Regions from separate parts of the Sus scrofa genome. Here region 2 is linked to region 1. A link is a contact called in public promoter capture Hi-C data. All regions are on one chromosome and are shown on one strand. The core of a region is the stretch at or near the end of the contact, and the rest is flanking DNA. Distances in the headings are between cores, read along the strand shown.

Region 1 (4,947 bases), core at 163-2,662:
TCTCACCAGCCAATGTCCGGATCCCACTCCTTCCCCTTTCCCTCCACCCTTTCCGTTCTGAGAAAAATCGGTAGAGACACACACACACACACACACACACACGCACACAGGCACACAGACGCTTCAGACTCAGGGACACTCACAGGCGCAGCGGTTTCTGAGCCATTCGCCCTAATAACCTGGTTACAACGACCTGCTTCAGCGAACGCACGCTCCTCCGGGAAATGAAATGCAGTCACACAGCAGTAAGCCGTCTGCACGCCCAGCCAATGAAAGCTCAGTTACCTACGGAGAGCGCAGAGGGACAGAAGCCTCTCTCAGGTCGTTTTGCCTCGAGGAGGAATCCACCAAAAGAGTGAAGGAGGAAGAGGGACTGACTAAAAGCATTCCGATTGTAACTTATTTTGGGGCAGTTGAAATTATTGAGCTGCTAAAAAGCTCCTGGCACAACAATGGCCCCAACCTAACCATGTTACTCTCGTGGGAAAGACAGACTTCTTCCACACGTGATCTTTGTAAGTTTCAAACTTAACAAAATGTCAAAAGAATAATGGCCATCGCCTGTATTCATAAGTGTCAACAAGTTGACAGATTTATTCTTCCCTCCCCGTTCTGTCCTTTGGAGTGCATAGCACTTTTATTGTCAGGGTCACTTGAAAGTAAATTGAAAACAGCAGGAGTATCTCAGCATGTATTACCTAAGAATAAGGACATCCTCTGACACAAAGGTAACACCATTAATACACCTAAAAAAATAAGCATTAGTTCAATAATATTCACCTAACACACATTTATATTTAAAAGTTCTTTTGTTCCCCCCAAATTTATTTTATACCTTTATTTGTTTTAAGATCCAATCAAATTTCTCACTAGGATTCTACTCTATCTTGTCTCTTTTAATCCACAGTAGCCGCCCCCTCACTCCGCCTCTAACTTTTTAGTTTGTTTTTCATGACATCGGCTTTTTCTGAGAATTCAGACCAATTGGTAGGTGACAACAGTTAAGGAGATGGAAACAAAGGAGAGTTCCTGACAATTGAGGGGCATGGAAGACTCACCATGGGCAGCCAAGCAATTAAAAATGAACTAAAATTTAAAATAAGTTCAGGGAGAACAAATTTCTGGTTTTCCTCACAACTACTACTATGCTTTTTTGGGAAAAATCAAGTTAACTCTCCCATAAATTCTGATGCCCCTGTACTGCTGGCATGCTAAAGATGTAATTTTTTCTACTTTGGGGGTAATATAGCACAGCCCAGGAGTGGAGATGAAAACTGAATCCTGAAGAAGACTAATAGCTTGTCAAACATGGGCAGGTAATAATTTCAGGAAGAGAAAATAACAGTAACATATGAAAACTCATCCATGGGATTGTTATATTTATTATTATTATTGTTATTATTATTTAGGGCCGCACTCGAGGCATATGGAGATTCCCAGGCTGGGGGTCAAATCGCAGCTACAGCTGCTGGCCTACACCATAGCCACAGCAATGCAGGATCTAAACAGCATCTGTGACCTACACCACAGCTTAACCCATTGAGCAAGGCCAGGGATCGAACACACAACCTCATGGTTCCTAGTCAGATTCGTTTCCACTGAGCCACGATGGGAATTCCAAAAATTTTAACATATATGGAATTCTGTGTTATCTTTACAATTTTCCAGCAAATCTAAATCTATTATAAAATAGAAAGTTTATGAAAAACAATTCATCCATGAGAATTTAAGTTTGTTCAAGATGGCTGAATACAGCATTAAGTGTCAGAGTAATACGAAATAATATTGCATGCATGCTAAGAAATCTGGCTTTAGGAAACATTCTTCTCAAGCGCACATGAAACAAGCAATCGTCATGCGTTAGGCTACAAGTCTTAATAAATTCAAGAAGACAGAAATTACATCAAGTATCTGTTCTGAGCACAATGGCATGAAACTAGCCTCTGGTAATAGGAGGAAAATTGGAAATTCACAAACTCGTGGAAATTAAATAACACTCTTGAACAACCAATGGGCAAACAAAAAAGAAAATCTTGAGACAAATGAAAATGGAAACATAACAAACCAAAATGTATGGATGAAGAAAGAGCAGTTGTAAAAGGAAAATATATAGCTATAAATGACTACATCAAGAAAAAAGAGATCTCAAACTAACCTAACGTTATACCTCAAGAAACTAGAAAAAGAATAAACTAAGCCCAAAGCTAGCAGAAGGGAGGAAATAATAAAGATTAGAACAGAAATAAATGAAATAGAGAACAATAGAAAAGTTTCATCAGAAACTAAGAATTGGCTTTGGAAAAGATAAAATTGACAAAGCTTTAGTTTAACTAACCAAGACACAGATAGGACTCAAATAAAATTATAAATTAAAGGAAGACCACAGAAATGCAAAGAATCATGAGACTATATGAGCAATTATCTGCCAACAAACTGGACAACCTGTAAGAAATGGATACATTCCTAGAAACACATAACCCACCAAGCCTGAGTCATGAAGAAATGGAAAATCTGAACAAATCAATAATGGGTGGAGTTCCCATTGTGGCTCAGTGGTAACAAACCCAACTAGTATCCATGAGAATGCAGGTTTGATCCCTGGCCTTGCTTGGTTGGTTAAGTATCCAGTGTTGCTGTGAGCTGTGGTGTAGGTCACAGATGCGGCTTGGATCCTGCATTGCTGTGGCTGTGGCACAGGCCAGCAGCTGCAACTCCAATTTGACCTCTGGTGGGAACTTCCATATGCCACAGGTGCGGCCCTAAAAAGAAAAAACAAAAAAAAAGAAAGAAAGAGGGAGTTCCCTTTGTGGCTCAGCAGGTTAAGAACCCAACTATTATCCATGAGGATGTAAACTCAATCCCAGCCTCCCTCAGTGGGTTAAGGATCTGGCATTACCACAGGCTGCAGTGTAGGTCATAGGTGTGGCTCAGCTCCTGCATTGTTGTGGCTATGGCGTAGGCCACAGCTGGAGCTCTGATTCAACCCCTAGCCTGGGAACTTCCATATGGCACAGGTGGTGCTGCAAATAAAAAAAGAAAGAAACAAAGGGAATTACAGTAGACTAGTCCATCCTCAGAAAAAAGAAAGCAATATGAAATATTTATTAAAATTATGGTTTCTAAGTTTTAAAAAAGTCTGGCTTTTTCAAAGAGGCCATCAGAAATCATGAAAAGATTCTTTTTTTTCTTATTTATTTATTCATCATGAAAGGATTCTAAGCGGTGGGAGTAATGTGGCCAGTTTACATTTTAGAAAGATAGGTCTGTCAGTGTGGACAGAGGGTTGGAAGGATAGTTATGATGAGAAAAGACCATAGCGACAGGCAGAGAAGCAGAGAATAAAGGATGGTGGGCTAGAACATAACTGGTAGGAAATGACAGAAACAAAGTTAAGAACTCTTTCAGAGATGGAATTGGGGACCTCGGGCACCTCCCTAACTGCTAACACCCAACTCTGGATATGGTTGCCTATCTTCCAAATTAGACTGGTCAGTCGGTATCCTCCATCCACTGACATCTTTAATCTGAAACGAAGCCAATCAGGTCCACAGGAGCTCCCCTGATTCTACAGACACAAGCAGGAAGATATTTTATAAAACCGTTTATTTAATGAGCAGCAGCCCAACTGGCAGCCCTACCTCCCCACCTAACACATACACACAAAAGGGAGCACATGTAAAGGTGTCATCCATCCCCAGGCAAAAGTGCAGAGAAGAGGCAGGGGGGGCCCACTGCATATACCAAGCTCTCACAACACTCCTTTCACTGTCCCTGCTCAGTCAAGATGACTTGGCCTGAAATTGTTTTAAGATTTTTCTGTTCTTTGCAACATTATGGAAAATTACCAACATTCACAAGGTGACAAACTGTTAAGAATAAGACTATTTTGGAATTCCCTTGTGGATTAGTGGGTTAAGGATCCAGCATTGTCACTGCAGTGGCTCAGGTTGCTGCTGTGGTACAGGTTCAGTCTTTGGCCTGGGAACTTCCACATGCCACAGGGCATGGCCAAAAAAAAAAAAAAAAGGACTGTTTTGTTTTCCTTTTTTAATTTAGGCTCTTGTTAGCAATACATTAGCATCCTTAATAGGGAAAAACAACCATTTATAAGGTAATTCAAAACCAATCATTTAAGAAAATAATACAGTGTACAACAACTACCAGGGAAAATAGGTCCTCTCATTTGATCCTATTGGCAAGGCCAGGTTTATCCCAAACTTTGACTCTGTCCTGAATGGATGATGAGACATTCAAGTAAAAGGTAAGGAGTTATAAGTGTGAGATTCTGAGGGATTCTGCCTCAACAGAAGTTCAGGAGCAGCCACAGTTCTCCAGTTTACTCCAATGTTGTGATGTTTTCTAGGACAAACACACAGTTGCCTTTTAAGGAGTTCTGACAATTCATCGGCCTTAGGATTCAGGTCTTATAAAACATTCTTCCCATATTAAAAAAGACTGTCCCTCAGGAGTAAGTTTTTCATCGCTTCTCCAGCTTCTTATACTTGGCTTCTGCAGGAGGGAGAGGGAGAGAAAGTTATATCTTTTAAAATTGGCTCTTACAAAGATACTTTTTAGTTAGCATTTCTAGGCAAATTCCAAAATGTAGATATTTTTAAACAATCTAATAATTTCAGTCTTCCTAGCTGTCCAAATTGTATCCAAATTACAGGCATACCACAAAGGTTAACCATCATAGTAGCTAAAGACAGATATTTGTGTATCTGTCCAATTATGATCAGTGTGCACAACTTAAGGAGTCAAATATACACACACAGAACTGAGAACTTGTGTTAACAAGTTCCCTAAGTTCTAACCTTGTCACCAGTACCTGCTCAGAGGCTCCACCAGGATTAAGCAGGTCTACTGGCACTTGAACCACTAGGTGCCTTTCAAAGCACAGGAAATTGCCTCTCAAGCCTCTATCCCAGGTACCCTCTGGGAGCCAGA
Region 2 (5,043 bases), core at 167-2,666, 240 kb after region 1:
AAAATAAAACTGAAGTTTAGAGTCTAAACATAAGTTCACCCAGCTAATCAGAATAAATAATACAGATAAGAAGAACACTCATTTCATTACAACTATGTTCCTCAACCACGGAGTTGGCATACATCTCCATATCTCAAACACTTCATGGGATTTCTTGATAAGATGGGTTTTCCCCCCAATAATTCCAGGTTCAACTTATACAGACTGATCAAGAGGCTAGTCTTCTCCACAGCACAATAAAATACATAGGAAATGATGACAACTAGATATGTGTCACAGAAAGTGATTGGAAAACAACAAGATGAATAGGAGCTGCTAAAACCACGACTGAAAAGAGTGATTCTAGGACAGAAGAGGACGGTGCTGGTAATCACCTCAGATAATTAACCATAGGGATATTATGGGGTTCAGGGGAATACTATCAACTGTAGTAAGGGATTGGCTATTTAATCTGCTTTAAAGTCGTTATGATTTCCACGGCCTTATGGCAAAGATATTGTTAAAAAAAAAAAGATATACACATAAATGTAGCGTATTCCATCTATAAATAAAGCTCTCATGACAGGAGTCCAGCTCCAGCCTGGTCAAGTGCTTGGATGACAGCACCTGAGCCCAGCAGATGCTCAATCTAAATGAAACCTTGCGCTCTGGATGGAGCCAAGGAAGGTTCCTGCTATTCAGGGGCCCTCAAGGGAGCTATTAAAACCTCGGCTTCCTCATTTGAGGAAACTGCCTGAGCCAAGGAGAAAATTAAAGTCCTCTCGGCTGCAGCTGCTCACCCATCCCCTCCCACCTCCCGACAGATAGAGAAAGGCACCCACACCACTGACTTTGAGGGATCAAGAGAAGGTTCGGGGGAAAAGGGTCAGAGTAGAGCCACCCAACCCAGCCGACCTTCTTCCACAACTGCCCAAGGGCGAGGAGACCCTGTCTCACCCCATGCCATCATCTGGGTAAGGCTCGTAGTCTTCTACCCGCATATTATACTTCTTGGCGGCGGCAGCCCGTTCTTCCGGGGTCTTGGGATAGGGTCCTGGGAACATGTCCTTGGTAACATGGGAGGCTAGAGAGCAAAAGAGGGTAAGTCAGAAGCGCCCCCATTCCTCCTGCCGCTGTGAAGGCTTCGAGGTGCAGTGGCTGCAGAGGTCGAAGCCCGAGACTTCAGAGGACCAGCAGACCCGCTACCTGTTTTTCTTAAAAGTACCAACTCCACCTCCGCCCCCGCCCGGACTCAGCCGCCTCAGTATCCACGATAGGCACCCTCCATTCGACACACCAAACCTCAGGCGACCCCTCCCCACACTGAGACCTCGGTGATTCTCGCGGACCTGTACGTGCACCCAACGGCACCACTTTCCGGGCTGCCCTTTGCAGCCATCGTACTCCCAGTACCCCCGCCTTGGCCGCCGCCATCTTCACCTTCTTCCAGTTTCACCCCGCACATGCGCAAAGGCCTGTCACGGCGGCTGAGCTGGGCCAAACACGATAAAGGAGAAACATCTCAAAGGTTCCATAAGGGCGTGGCTTAAATGGTGCTGGGAAGCCCGGGGGAAGGTGAGCGGATGGATTGAGGCAGAGAGGGAGGGCAGGAAGGAGAGAAAAACAAGCCAACCATTGCTTTGACATTTAAGATTGTTGTGTCCTTTTTCTCCCTCAGTTGAAATCAGAGGCATCCAGGGATAACAGGAACTCAGAACCGGGGCATCACAGGTGGACGGCTGACCCACCTTTCCCAGGAGCTCTACAAGTAAAATGACCCTTCCTTAATCTCTAGCTGCTTGCCTTTTTCCTCTCCTTCACTGGCCGTTTCTCCTTCCATTTCCCAACATGATCATTATTGAAATTCAGCCCTTGGTCTCGTTTGTTCTTGTTCGGCTTTCTAGATTAGTTACCTCCTTCTGTTAGATGTACAGTGCAACACAAAAATCGGCGCCGAACTGGTTCTTCAGTTTCAGTCCATGTTTACCTCAACCTTTCCTATCATCTGAACCTGCCTCAGATTTGCTAGGACTTGGCTTTCACTTAAAGCCAAACCACAATTAACAAACACTAGCCTAACAAAAGAATAGGGGGCATTATGGTTTGCATATGAATGTTTTTATGTACTTAAATGGGATTTAATTTACACAGTATAAATATGCTGATATTTCCAGGAACTTTTAGGGTGATTTTTATTTGGAGCAGAGCCCAAAATTAAAGACATTCTCATATTTATCAGCGCAATAAGAACTGTTATGTAGTATTCGGTATATGAATTTGGAGGAAGAACTGCTTCACAGCAACTTGCCCTCTTGTAAATGAGCATCTAATTAAAAGTTCGGAATGGTTGGATGACATTTGTATTCAATCAATAGCAATTTCTGACTAATTTGGTAAAGAAACAGAGTTGGTCTAAATTGTTTATTTTTATTAATATATAATTCACATACCAAAAAATTCATCCCTTTAAAGTGGACAATAAAGTGATTTTTAATATGTTTACAAAGTTGCACAATTACCACTACTCTCTAATTCTAAGACTTTTTTTTCAACCCCCAAAAGAAACCCTATATACACATAGAGTATTCTTCCTTCTTCCACCCCCTGGCAACCACTAACTTACCTTTTATCTCTGAGGACTTGCTTGTTCTGGACATTTTATATAAATGGAATCATACAATATGTGGCTTTTTGTGTCTGACTTATTTTACTTAGTGTTTTCAGGGTTTGTTCATGTTGTAGCATGTTTCATTTCTTCATTACTTTTTATGGCCAAATAATATTCCATTATATGGATATATAACATTTTGTTTATATGTTCATTAGTTGATGGACATTGGGTTCTTTCAACTTTTTGGCTATTATGAACAATGCTGCTATGAACATTCTTGTAGAAGTTTTTGTGTGGATGTATTTTCTTAATTCTCTTGGGTATAAACCCAGTAGTGGAATTGCTGGGTCATAGGGTAATTCTGTGTTTAACTTTGTGCAAAACTATAAAAACTATTTTTCAAAGAAGTTGCACCATTTTACATTTCCATTAGCAGTGTATGAGAGTTCAAACTTCTCTACATTCTCACCAACATTTGTTATTAATCTGTCTTTGTTATCATAGCCATTCTAGTGAGTATAAATGGTTTCTCATTGTGGTTTTGATTTGCATTACCCTGGTGATTAAAGATATTGAGCATCTATTCACGTGCTTTTTTTGTTTTTTTGTTTTTGTTTTTTTTAGGGCTGCACCTGCAGCGTATGGAGGTTCCCAGGCTAGGGGTCAAATCAGAGCTATAGCTGCTGCCCTATACCACAGCCACAGCAACATGGGATCCGAGTAGCATCTGCAACCTACACCACAGCTCACAGCAATACTGGATCCTTAGCCCACTAAGCCAGGCCAGGGATCAAACGTGCGTCCTCATGAATACTATTCAGATTTGTTTCTGCTGAGCCATGATGGGAACTCCAATTTTTTTTTTTAGAATACTTTTTTAGTAGTTCCCGTCTTGGTGCAGCAGACACGAATCCAACTAGGAACCATGAGATTGTGGGTTCCATCCCTGGCCTTGCTCAGTGGGTTAAGGATCCGGCATTGCTGTGAGCTGTGATGTAGGTGGAAGACCCGCTTGGATCTGCCGTTGCTGTGGCTGTGGTGTAGGCTGGCAACTGTAGCTCTGATTAGACCTCTAGCCTGGGAACCTCCATATGCTGTGGGTGCGGCCCTAAAAGGCGAACAAACCAACCAACCAAACAAAAAAAGAATACTTTTTTAAATGTTTGATGGAATTCACCAGTGACTCCTGGGCTCTTGCCATATATCTTTTGCTGAGGCCTTCAGAGCAACCTTTCTTTGCCCAACGTCTATCCATCGCTTTTCCATTCTTCTTTGCTTTTCCTTCTGACTTAGGTAGGTCAAGTTTGTGTCTCTCCCCATCCATGAGTGTAAAATTTAATGCCTCACTAAACTTGCCTCCTTCTTTGCCTGTTGTGTATGCCTTGCAGCAAAAAAAAAAAAAAAAAAAAAAAAAAAAAATTGTGAGTTGGTTAACCCAATGATCACCCCTAATCAGTGGGAATAATATTTAGTCCCCGTCTTCCGGGGCCGATTGTAGGGTGTAGAGCTGTAGGTCACCATTAGGAGGCGCTCCCCAGGACTCGGCGCCGCGTTCTTAGTGTCTCTGGGCCTCTCTCTCGCGCGCGCGCGCGCGCGCAGCCTATCTCTATGGTTTCCGTTGTTTTTCTTCGGAATGGGCGGAGCTTCCGGTTCCGGTGGGGCCGGCCCCAGCGGCGGAGATGGCGGCGACGGCGGCGGAGCTCGCGGCCTCGGGCTCAGGAGAACCCCGGGAAGAGGCTGAAGCCCCCGGCCCCGCCTGGGATGAGTCCCAGCTGCGCAGTTACAGCTTCCCGACCCGGCCTATCCCGCGTCTGAGTCATAGCGACCCCCGGGCGGAGGAGCTTATCGAGAATGAGGTAGGGGGCGGGGCCGTGTCCGAACAAGGAGGGGGAAGGGACCAGGATGGGAGGAGAGGTCAAAGGCGAGCGGTGCTGGAAGCGTGGGACTAGCCGGGCTGAGGAGTAGGGCCTAAAGGGAGATGGAGAGGGAAGCGAGGAGAAATGGGACTTGCGGGGTTCGTGCTTGTTAACAGGAGAAATTATTTTGAAGTTGGGAAGTTGTTGGAATCTTGGACCAAAACCCATCAACTCTTTGGCACGACTTCACTTGTTTTTTTTTTTCCTTCTTAGGAGCCTGTGGTGCTGACCGACACAAATCTTGTATATCCTGCCCTAAAATGGGACCTGGAATACCTGCAAGAGAATATTGGCAACGGAGACTTCTCTGTGTACAGTGCCAGCACCCACAAATTCTTGTACTACGATGAGAAGAAGATGGCTAATTTCCAGAACTTTAAGCCAAGGTCCAACAGGGAAGAAATGAAATTTCATGAGTTTGTTGAGAAATTGCAGGATATTCAGCGGCGAGGAGGTGAAGAGAGGTAAGTTCCCAGATCATGGTTTTCCATTGGATGTGGGGCATCCATTTTCCTTTCTTGTACTTATTTGAGGATG

What was found. Promoter capture Hi-C pulls out the DNA fragments that hold promoters and counts their contacts.
Region 2: a contact with region 1 is called in a promoter capture Hi-C map of liver, with 4 times the contacts expected there. The contact joins the promoter of NDUFB8 here to the promoter of CWF19L1 in region 1. A contact is called at or near these places in 3 of 5 promoter capture datasets (fetal liver, fetal skeletal muscle and liver) and 1 of 2 datasets of contacts at active chromatin or transcription factors (alveolar macrophages).

What each region holds. Positions count from the first base shown.
Region 1 is chr14:111,387,497-111,392,443 of Sscrofa11.1, forward strand. It overlaps CWF19L1 (CWF19-like protein 1), which reads right to left and starts at 1,413. Exons shown (of 14, transcript XM_001929531.7): 1 at 144-1,413. The coding sequence starts at 166. It overlaps BLOC1S2 (biogenesis of lysosome-related organelles complex 1 subunit 2), which reads right to left. Exons shown (of 6, transcript XM_001929529.5): 6 at 3,587-4,509. The coding sequence ends at 4,478.
Region 2 is chr14:111,632,132-111,637,174 of Sscrofa11.1, forward strand. NDUFB8 (NADH:ubiquinone oxidoreductase subunit B8) reads right to left here and starts at 1,417. Exons shown (of 5, transcript NM_001144842.2): 1 at 1,329-1,417; 2 at 937-1,063. The coding sequence starts at 1,413. It overlaps LOC102158751 (a long non-coding RNA gene), which reads left to right and starts at 1,422. Exons shown (of 2, transcript XR_307758.3): 1 at 1,422-1,554; 2 at 1,658-3,171. HIF1AN (hypoxia-inducible factor 1-alpha inhibitor) reads left to right here and starts at 4,186. Exons shown (of 8, transcript XM_003125588.4): 1 at 4,186-4,446; 2 at 4,720-4,970. The coding sequence starts at 4,270.